2 separate regions of the Mus musculus genome follow, and region 1 is linked to region 2. Evidence: chromatin contacts called from public Hi-C data. All regions are on one chromosome and are shown on one strand. Each heading gives the region's core, a stretch centred on a gene start, on an enhancer-like site or on the middle of the called end of the contact. The rest is flanking DNA. Distances are from core to core; before and after follow the strand shown. Region 1 overlaps Pcca (propionyl-Coenzyme A carboxylase, alpha polypeptide). Region 2 overlaps Pcca (propionyl-Coenzyme A carboxylase, alpha polypeptide).

What was found. Hi-C and Micro-C count contacts between places; a contact is called where the count stands out from the background.
Region 1: a contact with region 2 is called in a Hi-C map of the N1E-115 cell line, with 1.8 times the contacts expected there. The contact joins two enhancer-like sites. A contact is called at or near these places in 1 of 15 datasets of contacts at CTCF or cohesin (CD8 T cells), 3 of 484 Hi-C or Micro-C datasets (the N1E-115 cell line, centroblasts and rod photoreceptor) and 1 of 115 datasets of contacts at active chromatin or transcription factors (embryonic stem cells).

What each region holds. Positions count from the first base shown.
Region 1 is chr14:122,683,033-122,685,824 of GRCm38.p6, reverse strand. It overlaps Pcca (propionyl-Coenzyme A carboxylase, alpha polypeptide), which reads right to left. Exons shown (of 24, transcript NM_144844.2): 13 at 800-943. Among named protein-coding and RNA genes, the nearest start is that of Gm46487, 54 kb to the right of the region's middle. Within about 2 kb of position 1,309, at least 22 of the 459 cell types and tissues checked have an H3K27ac peak or open chromatin away from gene starts, as enhancers often do. A contact at or near this core is called in the N1E-115 cell line, where this site is marked.
Region 2 is chr14:122,636,996-122,639,695 of GRCm38.p6, reverse strand. Pcca (propionyl-Coenzyme A carboxylase, alpha polypeptide) reads right to left here. Exons shown (of 24, transcript NM_144844.2): 8 at 1,279-1,315. Among named protein-coding and RNA genes, the nearest start is that of Gm46487, 7.9 kb to the right of the region's middle. Within about 2 kb of position 1,330, at least 18 of the 459 cell types and tissues checked have an H3K27ac peak or open chromatin away from gene starts, as enhancers often do. A contact at or near this core is called in the N1E-115 cell line, where this site is marked.

The DNA.
Region 1 (2,792 bases), core at 60-2,559, 46 kb before region 2:
AAATAAAATGACCTAGACTCTCTATCAAACATAGCTCAAGTTCAGAACAACAAATGCAATACAGCAAAGAAATTTGTTTTTTTTTACTTCTCCAAACAGCTCACATATGGTAAAGCTGGGAAAAGTCTTCCAGCAGAGACTCAGAAAGCCATACACACTTCTATACATGTACATGTTCTGCTTGTAAACATATGAGAGCAGAGCTGGGACGTGTGAGTGCCACTTCATATATGATCATGAGCAGTAACACTGGGTAATGTGTGGGTCTGAGTTATCTACAGATTTCAAAACAACTCACAGCCCACTTAGAGATACACTGACTCAGTGCTTTATATTGCTAATATCTTGCACCTAAAAGATTGCACAAATGTTTATGTTGCATTTCTGTTCTATCACCTGAAAAAAAAAAAAAAAGCATCTTCAGAAGCTGAGTGATTGGTATAAAGTGTCAGTTTTTGGCAAAACCTGTAATTAAAATTATAAACCAAGAGTGGAAGCTTTACCAAAAGCTTTACAGTGTAGAGCCTGTCTGTGGAATTTTGAAGGACAAAGTCAAGGACGCCCAGCTGAGGCCCTGCTGGGTCCCAGCACACTGCTACTGACTTCCCCACCCAGAAAAACACAACAATTACTTCAACTCCACTCTGTTTTCAATTGTTGCAAGTTACCTAGTGTTTTTCTGCACTGACCATGGGCTATCAAAGTCTTACTCTATCTGTGGGTTAGCCACACTGGCTGTTCCAACTTGGACATAACCCCACCTCACCCCACCCCCATCTACCATCAGAATGCATTTTACCTCAGCATAAACCCGACATTCAACTGCCCAGCCACTGATGGGAATATCCTCTTGCTTGTGCCTGAGTGGGTAACCCTTAGCAACAAGGATCATTTCTTGGACTAAGTCCAGGCCAGTAATGCACTCTGTGACAGGATGTTCGACCTGTAAAGCCAAGATTGCCATTTAATAGGTGAAGAAAAAGGCAAATAAATGTACATCAACAAGGGAATTCACAAAGGTTCAGAGTCAAGTGAAATAATTCTGCTTAACCTTTAGTAATACCTGACTAAAAATCTTCAGTGAAATACATAAAAAGAAAGAATAAATACAGCTCCACACAGATGAAGGTCAGAACCACCCTGAAAGCATGTGTAAGCTTCTCCATTACTTTTCCCAATTTCCATTAATTTGTGGTCCCACATTTAATGGTTTAGCTTTATGTTTCTTTTGCTGCCGTTCTCAGTGTAGCTGATAAATAATGCTCCTTCTGCTACACTTGCTGCAGCATCTGTGGGGAGACCGCTGGTGTTCTCAAGCCCTCATCCAGTCTGAAGCGTGCCCACTTGCATGCTTTCACTAACCTGTCCTGACAAGAAGCAAGATTAGCGTAATCTTGCATCAGTGCAGCATGGCAGGAAGCAGCAGATGGAGCCTTCAGGTTGCCTTCCCTCCAGACAGACCTGGGCAGTGCTTAGCATGCACAATAGCAGACCAGGGTGATGGGAGCACTCTGCTTTCTCAGCACACTGCTGATAACTACCTCAGCTGATGGTGCCAGGGGAGTACCTGGCCTTCCACACCAACACATGGGATACATATGTGCAAAAACACAACACTCACACACAGCCACATGAACAGATAGACATCATTATAATTTGGTTGACTGTGTAGAAATCCTTAGACTTGGGTTCAAATAAGGACATTTACAGCACTGAAAAAGAACATGTAATCTTTTATCTAAAATCTCAAGTAAGTTCTAAAATATTTTAAAAATCTTTGGCCATACCTAGTACTTTCATACCATTATTTTTCCTTTTAAAAATTAAGTTCTAGGTGTATGACACGATCATTTCATTATTGTGACATGTCACATTTCATACATGGACACAGGAAAAGGTCACTGAACAAATGAATCATCTTCTAGCTTCAGCTGCACTAATTGAAGGACAGGGCTTAGTCATTACAATAATCTTGAAGCTTATCATAACCAGACAATGCCATGGTCTTTAAAAAAAAAAAGAAAGCTTGGTTAAAAATAAACAGATGGCATCCATAATTAGCTCTGTGTGTGTTATGAGTTTGTTTACAGTTTCAACAACATTTTAAGACATTTTGACATAATTTTAATGACAAATCATTGCTAAAATAAGCATCTACCCTTTGTAAAATAAATGTGACACTAAATAAAGAACTTATTAGACAGTTTAATGCATATATATTTTAAATCAAATTGTGATGTGTTAGAAACAATATTCATAAGACACAAATGCAAAGCCCCCTGTTAATGCTCAACACCAATTCCATGTGAACAGACCATCTCAGCACCCTTGACTGATCTTAACTATAAGATGTAAACCTACTATGTGACAAAGCACAGTTTACACAACCTTTTCAAAATGAGCTTTAATTAAGTGAAAGACTCAATTTCCACTTTGAATAACCAGTACTCCAAAAGTATTACATAAAAAGTAAAAATACAGAGAGAATAGAACTGAACAGAAGCTACGAAGTATGGTCAAGTTAGTGAGTGTTGAAACTATAAGGAGACAGTGAAAATGAAATATTTAGAGAATTTTAGGGCATCTCCCTTGAGCTACTTCACTGACAATGAAAGGAAACACAGTGAGTGCGCAGCATGAAAACACTGGGCACACTTCCTCACCACAACCCATATTAGCAATTGTGGGGTACAGAAACTCATGGCATTTGCATGGTGCTCATAGAAGCTCCCCACTGCTGGAGCCGCCCCCCAGAAGGGCAAGGGTGCATCTATAAGAAGTCAATGAACTCT
Region 2 (2,700 bases), core at 81-2,580:
TTAAACCACTTTAGGACAGTCTTAGAAGCTGCTGAGTGCTTCATGGGGAATAAAAGGACCAATGATTTAACCCACAGACAGCAGCATTATATAACCTACCAAGTCTTACTGTGAAATTAGTACAATAGGGAAAAGCTTCTAAAGATGCTGGCAACGCTGAGGAAGTAATTAATACAGATGTTCTCGACAGATAAAATAGTATCTTATATGTACTGGCCTTATATCCAAGGCAGTTTTTCAAAACAAACAACAAAGAACACTTAATATGACTTAAATGACCAAAACCAAAATAATTTAGCCATACCCAACAGAAGCAGTACACAACAAGCCAATCACAGAAGAGCATGCTGAGGAAGCTGATAGCTCAAGAACACCAGACCAAAGAACTCTATGCTAGCTTGTCTCATTTACAAGAATATCTTAATGTCCATGATCACTTTGGAATATACAAACTTTGCCAAATCAAATGCTCTCCTATCATAGACAAAAATTCTGAGTAACAAACCACACTGAGAAAACAGGACTACTAAAATATTAGTATATGGCTTCCTGAAACAATGTAGCTAGCAGCACAGATTGTTTTAAGATGTTGCTGTAAGCCTGACAGAAAGTGTTGTCTGAGGCCCTTGCCTAGCCACAGCTTTCCATAGGTATACACATGTATTGATCTGACTCAAAATTATAGGTTTCAAAGCTTTGTTCTCTTTTCCTATTTTCTCCATTTAGACACTACAGAAGACAACTGTGTTCATGAGCAAGAGGAATATACTTGAAACTTCATATATATATATATATTCACTTGCTTAGCCTATCCAGCTCTCACCTCCCACTTTCTACTGCATCTTTCTTTCCTAGCAAAGCTATTAAGTTGATATTTTCCATTTTAGAAAAAGGTAAGAACTTGAACAAGCTTGTCAAGGGCACCTTCATTTGAATCCTGTGTGCTGTGTCCTTCACATTACAACAGACCACAGCCGAGTGCTCACACACAACTAAATACAAACTGTGTCCAATCCTCAAGACTCTTCAGACAATTATTCGTTTTAATTAGCTAGTGAGTTCATCTTATAAAAGAACCAAACTAAGATCAAGTGACTACAAGTCCTACTTTAATAAGAGAATATGGTAATTCAACTGATAAATTCTAGAGCCACAAGTAATAGAAACCAAAAACTATTAAAATATTATTTGCTCTATGGGAATTACTTATTACACGTTTGCTCAACCGTATCTGCTGAAAGACACAGAAACACTACCAAAGTTAATTTAAGGACTTACCAATTTCCCTTGCAATTCTGACAGCTTCATCTGCATCCTGTAAAGGCAGGAAATGAGACTCAACATTAATCCCATGAGACATTGCACAATGTCTTTAGGGCAGTCATATATTGCACTACTGTCTCCTCTGATTCATTTAATGTTCAATTTTACAACCTTCTAACCCTTTTCATTCAGAGAAATGTAAAATTAATACCATAAGTGGAATGTAAATTCTCCTTCGTCGTTATTATATTAAGAAACTCAAAGCAGTTTGAAATGAGCTGGCAGGAAACATGACCAGAATTGCCAATGATTCGGTGCAGTTGCTGGGATTTAATGGCAGATTTTAGATGTTTACAATCAATACTGAATTGTAAATCAGATCATTAAAGCTTGTCTGCAGCCCCCTTGTCTATTTACACACTGTGTTTTCCTAGATTCTGTCAGCAGGGGGAGTTGATTGTCTATTGTTTGGGAGGAGCTCTATCAATTTTCTAGAAATAAGTAAATTTCCAGTATCTGTAAGAATTAGCAATTGTTTAAAAAAAAAAGGAAAAAAAAGAAGAAAGAAAGGAAGGGAGGAAAGAAAAAGAAAAAAAAGAAGAAACCTTGTGATTTCCATTATATTTTCTTAACCAATTCTTCAGGTACATATTTTATCTTTACAGTTGTACTAGGCACATAAATTAAAGTTCAGTGAAACTCCGAAGAACAAGGTAAGGACTCCTCCCTGAGGTCCAAGACAGGCCTGCGTTACCGACTCACAAGTGCATCCGTCCCCGCCATTTGTCAGCAGTAACACTTAAAACCGCTTCAACAAACTGCCCCAGCCAAAGCCATTCACCTGATATACACTGTGCAAACTCTATGCACAAATTTTCGACATAATGACAAGAACTCTGAAGCCACTTTCTCAATTCAATTAATTTTTCTAATCCAGTGGCACTATATGCACCACCAGCAATGTTCTAGAACCACCAGTTGATAAATATGCAGGAATTTTTCCACAATTTCAAGGCATTCAAGGGAAGCCTGGCATTTTTAAAGCTCTTAAATTACTACATTTAAAATGAAGAGCAATCACAGTAGACTCCCCAATCCCCAAACTGGGACTAGGGGAAAATAACTGCTTCATTTATGTCCAGTTTTTAGAAAAAGAAAAGAAATTCTTCCTTAAAAGTCTTCAGTACCCAACAGCATCCCTGAATAAGGAGGCTGGAACGGGAAGTTGTCAGAAAAATTTAATTTCCTTTCATTAGCCAGTCTGCTCCACAAATAGGTGCTTGTTAAGTTCAAAGCAATCCTGAAAGCGACACCAGTTTTAAGTCTTTTTTTACTCCAAGCAGTCACATCTGCTAATGAGATTTTCCAAATAACAATTGTTTTCAAGTCAGAGATAAAGCTCTGTCTTGCTCCCTGCCCCAAAATCAAGCTTTACTC